2 separate regions of the Bombyx mori genome follow, and region 2 is linked to region 1. A link is a contact called in public Hi-C data. All regions are on one chromosome and are shown on one strand. Each heading gives the region's core, a stretch centred on a gene start, on an enhancer-like site or on the middle of the called end of the contact. The rest is flanking DNA. Distances are from core to core; before and after follow the strand shown.

Evidence for each region. Hi-C and Micro-C count contacts between places; a contact is called where the count stands out from the background.
Region 2: a Hi-C map of posterior silk gland shows a contact between it and region 1, with 2.5 times the contacts expected there. The contact joins two enhancer-like sites. A contact is called at or near these places in 3 of 7 Hi-C or Micro-C datasets (posterior silk gland, an unstated tissue and whole pupa).

Annotation. Positions count from the first base shown.
Region 1 is chr11:11,258,689-11,261,574 of ASM3026992v2, reverse strand. All of the region lies in intron 2 of LOC119629108 (a long non-coding RNA gene), which reads left to right. Among protein-coding and RNA genes, the nearest start is that of bantam, 5.3 kb to the right of the region's middle. Within about 2 kb of position 1,519, at least 6 of the 8 cell types and tissues checked have open chromatin away from gene starts, as enhancers often do.
Region 2 is chr11:11,385,079-11,388,031 of ASM3026992v2, reverse strand. All of the region lies in intron 4 of LOC101744766 (zinc transporter ZIP11), which reads left to right. Among protein-coding and RNA genes, the nearest start is that of LOC101744766, 26 kb to the left of the region's middle. Within about 2 kb of position 1,456, at least 6 of the 8 cell types and tissues checked have open chromatin away from gene starts, as enhancers often do.

The sequences.
Region 1 (2,886 bases), core at 270-2,769:
GTGCTGGACGTCAGGTAGGCGCCACTGAGGCCTTGACCCCTTTACGGGCGGCGGCGGCGGCGGCGGCGGCGGCTCGCACACAATGAACTATTCGGTAACATCGAACCTACCGTCGTCCGTCGCCGCCTCCCTGCACTCTCGCAACTGGGACACGTCGCACTAATCGCTCTCATCACTCTGTAAGCACTCAAACACGTCATATTTCGAATGACAGCAAACATTTAATCGGCCTACTTCATTTTCGTTTCGCTTTTTTCGAATCACGCATATCTGATCGCTCGTAGACAATGTAAAAATTCGGAAACGCCTATACTATATATACGATGCAGTTTATCTTTAAAATCGAACAATACAAGAGTAAGTTTGTACAGATAATGAAAACAATAGTGGCGGTAAGTCGGTCACGATGGCTGGTAATTAGACACAAATGTGCGAGACGCGGCGCTAACAGAATTTGGGGGGCGGTGCGGGTCGCGGCCTCGCTCGCTTGAATAATACATGTCGCGGCTCGGCGCCACCGCCGCCGCACCGCGCCGCGTCTGCGAACAGTGTGCTTAGTGCGAGGTTTTTAACGTTCTCGATAGCGTAAAAGTTAACTCAAATCTGCAGGCATATGCAGTTAGAACAACGCCCCTAGCCCAAACGTTGGTAAACGTTCCAACTCCATACAAATTTGAGTTAACTTTTACGCTATCGAGAACGTTAAAAAACTCGCACTAAGCATACAGGGCACCCTGCGCGTCCTCGCCCGCACCACTAACACACAGCACCTTTATCTGTTACCTTTTGGCCCTTATCACAGAACGCATGCCTGCATTTATTTTAGCTCATGCATACGTCTATTCAAAATCTTGAAATCACAATTAAAGACCTATCCTATTATTAGTGGGTTTAAGTTAGAAAATGGGACAACATTACTGCTTGCCTTTAAAGAAATTCAAGATCGGTTGAATCACTCACTAGCGTCAGGTGAAATTTTACGATCGAACTTTTACTAACATAATGCATTCTTCGTCTCTAAAAATTACGAAACTTGCACTAATTGTAACAAAATAAAGAGCATGCTCAATGTAAATTCTTACAAACGACACCGAGTCCGGTTATTTGATCGCCGGCATTCGTATTTTGTGTAAATAAAATTCATACGCAATATCGTCGAGAATGTGAAATGTCTGCAACATATTATGCATGTGTTGTGAAAGTATTATGTTTGTGCACATTTTTCTTTATGGATAAAGATAATATTGCAAACGTCTCGTTTATTAATGTTTGTGTTCTGCGTCTGTTGCTTTATTGTTGCGCAACGTTTCGCGTCGGGTTCTCTCGATTCTGAAGTCGACAAGCGATTCGATGCGTATAGCGGAAGAACAGAGCGGGGCGGGCGGGTAACGGAATTCTCATCGAAAGTATTTTAATGAAGTTGAGATTTAATCTGCGCGTTTGTACGTGTGCGTCTGCGTGTCCGTGTGTGTGTGTTTTAATGATCTCGATTTCGTAGCGGTGCCGTAGCGGGCTCGTAGCGCATTGCACCGGACTGCAACGCCGACCACGACCGAGCGCACATTCGACATCACCGAAACATGTCATATTTACATCGAATGCGCGGTCGTGATAAACAGTTTAAAAATGTAAATCGTTCGACTTAATTAGGGTTTATTAAAATGCGAGACGCGCCGCTTAACGCACGTAGGGGCTATTAGCTCTGAACAAGTCTTGTCGTCGCCGCTCCGGACCATACGCGACACATATTAAACCGTCGCCATTCGCGACACTTCCCGGTGTAAAGGCATACGATTAACGATTAAGGACGCCTTGTTGGTTCAGTTGTTGGTGACGTTCTTAGCCCAGGACCCGATTCCGATTGCCGATCGGAGTCTGTATACTGTCGGAATACTGTGGGTACAATAAGACAATATATTCGCTTATGATACTTATTTGGTACTCGATGTCGGAGTGTTTGTTTTCGCGTCCCTTACGTGTTTCCGGGAACCATACCGGTTTGGGATGTCAGAAGTTCCAAAAAGTGTTGATATATTTCGCTAATATCGATTTTGATATTTTCAATAAAAATATCGATGCAACAGTGCGGAAGAGAATATTGGCCCTCTAAAAATTGGATGTATACTTTAAAGATTAGACTAATCTATCTCAATCTTTTAGCATAACTAAATAAAAATAACAATCAACAAGACATTCATTTCAATAAATCATAGATTAATTATTTGAAATAATGTACAGTGGGAAAGAACATAAATATTAGTTTGTTCTGAAAAAATATCGATTATTTTTCGATACTTGAAATTTTGAAATTGATAAGTCAAGAAAAAACATACCTACCTACTAGAAAATCCTAGTTTGGGATCATCGAATGTAAAATCATTTTTAGTGTTTCAAATTAGCGGGCAACGTCTTCAAATTGTGCTATTATGATGTTTGAATAAAGACGACCCAAATATGTGTTTTGCCAGAACGAGTTGAATATTTATTAAGGCGCGCAAGTAATAATTGAATACACAAGGTGTAATTAGTTTCAGAAGGTTCGAGCTGCGTGCGCACCTGCTGTATTTCGGTAATTGCTCTGAAGATTTTATCGCGGCTTCGTTATTAATTACGAGTTACGAAGGCGCGCATTTATTGACCCTATCTCCGGTGGGCCCTTGCCCTTTCTTCACCGACTAATTCGTTAATAAGCGAGGTGTGCTTCTCTGGAACGGACCGCGACTTAACTACGGTCCCCCCTTCACTTTCCGAACAGATCTCGCACAAGATACGTCCGTTTCCCGATTATCATCGTTCGTAATGTACGTTCGGAAATAAGTTGATGACGTCACGCTCCCCCACGAACGGTAACATGCGTCCTGGTTCGTTTAAAAATAGCGAGCGGCG
Region 2 (2,953 bases), core at 207-2,706, 130 kb before region 1:
AAGGAAAAACAAAATTGTTAATTTTATTCAACTCCGAGCACTTTCATTCATTTATCTACGTTTTAAACCTTCTCTGGACTTCCACAAATAATTCAAGACCAAAATTAGCCAAATCGGTCCAGCCGTTCTCGAGTTTTAGCGAGACTAACGAACAGCAATTCATTTTTATATATTATATAGATAAAGTTGCTCAGGGCATACGTGTTACCGTTTTGTTGAGTGCATCATTCTGCTGTCAAAATATTATACAAGTCGTCTTTCATTAGTAATTCTACAGAACTAATCCCCTGTGAATGCACAATTATGCATTAATCGTACAGGAAAAAAAAAAAACAAAAAACCAAATCGCGAATGTGTAAACTCGTTCAACACAAAACAAGTGACAAATTTCGATAGTCTAGCTATTTAATGATTTCATTCGAATGTATTTTAATTACCGAATATATTATTGACTAATTAACGAAACAACGTAACTGATAACCGTTTTACGTGATCGCTACACCACTACTTCGCATCGTGATTAGGACGCATATGTCTAAATCAAGTGATTACGCTTTACGCCAAGATAGAGTTAGCAATATAGCAATATAGCAAGATAGGATTAACGATATATCATTGCAGCAACCGAAACCTCGTCCCAGTGCCTCGAGGTGTGCGGATACCCTTATTGCGACGAGTCTATGAACAACTGTAACCGTTTAACTGAAGCGAGCTAAAAAGAAAATACGTATCAGCACGTCATGCCACACAAACCTGCACACATAAAGTATATTAAAATATTTTTTTCTCTTCTTGTCCTTATCCCGTCTGTTGATAATGTTCCGTCTGTTTAATGGTAGGCAGCGGCTTGGCTCTGCCCCTGGCATTGCTGACGTCCATGAGCGACGGTGACCACTTACCACCAGGTGGGCCGTATGCTCGTCTGCCTACAAAGGCAATAAAAAAATGATATCGGGGCAACATGAAATTTTATTTGACTCACAGCGTTATGAATCGGTAATGGGAATCGATAGCTAGACTAGAAACTTAAGGATTACTAGTGATAATATTGAATGAAGTGAAATTCGTAACACTATCTTTTTTAGACCGTCTTCAATAACACCGTCGAATAGACTAGATAATTAATCATGTACAATATTCTAATTAATTGGTAGCCTATGTTTCTGTCATTCCCAGAGAAATCAACAGTCTGTAATCGTTTGTAATTAAAACGCAAGCATTGTAGAAAAGTATAAATTAATGTCGTTATGTATACGAAATTGAAATCAATCAATTCACTTCAGTAATATTGTTGAGAGTTTCCTTTAGCTGTTTAGCACGTCTTTCCCAATAATTGTCGTGTAAACGTTGCTTAATATGCAATTTTAATCAAAGTGGAGCAGCCTTCGCGTAAGCTGTCGCGACGGCGGGCAATATACGATGCAAGAGGCTGCTGTAGCCTCCCAAGCGGAGCCCCGCTGTCTGGCAGCCGGTGCCCCTGTCCCCCACCGGCCAGCCACACTCCCCCCTCCCGTCTCCAACTGCGTTACCAAGCGCAACCACCTCGTATTGCCAATTCATCTACCACCGCACATACAAATGTAGGCAAAGAGGGACCGTTAGCTATTTGGTATACCCGTAAATGCGGTAACCAGAGGGACTTGTTTTGTGCCAAACGCGCGAAAAACGGTATTCCGAGCCAACGATTTTAATAATCAATCAATTTGTAAATAGAAGACACGTTTCGATTATCTGTAGCGTTTTATTAATTTTTTAACTAAAATTCTAAATGTACCTATGTGTGAATAAACGCACATACATACACAAACATACTTGCGCATGTAAGTTACGCTATAGTCACTACGAATGTCTGGCCTGTATTTTTTTGTAATAGCACTCGGAGGTATAAGAACAAGTCATTTTACATGTAATGTATTACAACCTTGGTACAACATTGGAATTATTTTGAGTTTTTATCGCTTTCTTAATGTAATGAGATGTTTGAGATTCACGCCATAGGGAGCCTCAGAAATTCAATGGTATTCTCATACAATCATGAAGCGAAACCATTTCCAAACCAAAGAATAATGAAACGGTAAGCAATCTTTTAACAATAGACTTTCAATTATATCTAAAAATAGTACACTAGCTTCTTGTTTAAACTAAATCTATTGTTCGATAAAATGTTACGCTGAACATTTGTATGATATGGATTCCTTCACTGTTTATTAAGATATTAAAAGACAGATTTCTTTTAAAATTGCAACAATTGCATAGGTAATGCAATCTCTATTCTGTGCAGAACAAAAAATATTCTTATTATGTACAAAAATAGTTTGCTATATAAATGCACATTAGATGCATTTTAATAATTCTGTTTTTCCATAATACTGAATTTATATTTAACGTGACTTTGATACCATTTGAAAAAAGCCTCAATGCATTTCACTCCTAGCTCGATGCGCAATCATCATCAGATAATGCTCGTTTTTAATGACGAACAGGAAACTTATGGATTTTTTTCTTATTACTATTACGCGTTTCATCCTTAAATATTTACCGAGGCGGTCGATTGCGCATGTAAGTGCGACAAGGATCTAATTGAACAAGTGTAGAGATGGCTGAGCGGCCTCGGCCTACAGAGTATGGGTCCGATTGCGTCAACGGCCGAGTCGAGGTTGTGCAAGTGGTCGATGGAAATTCCGGTGTTACGGTACTAACGACTGCTAATACGAAATTCGAGTCCTGTGCGTGAGTGCCGCAGCGCAGTGCGAGGCTGCGGCATGAATGGCGCTGCTTGCGGTATGTGGGTCACGGTGTCGTCAATGGGCCGCCGGCAGGGCCCCGCGTGGCTGCCTCTTGTGCCCCCATCGTCGAGCCGAGAAAGTTGCCGGCCACTTTCGCGACCGTCTCTCCGACGAACATAACGATTTACACTCTAACCGCTCGATAACTAAGTCACTTTTCGGATAAC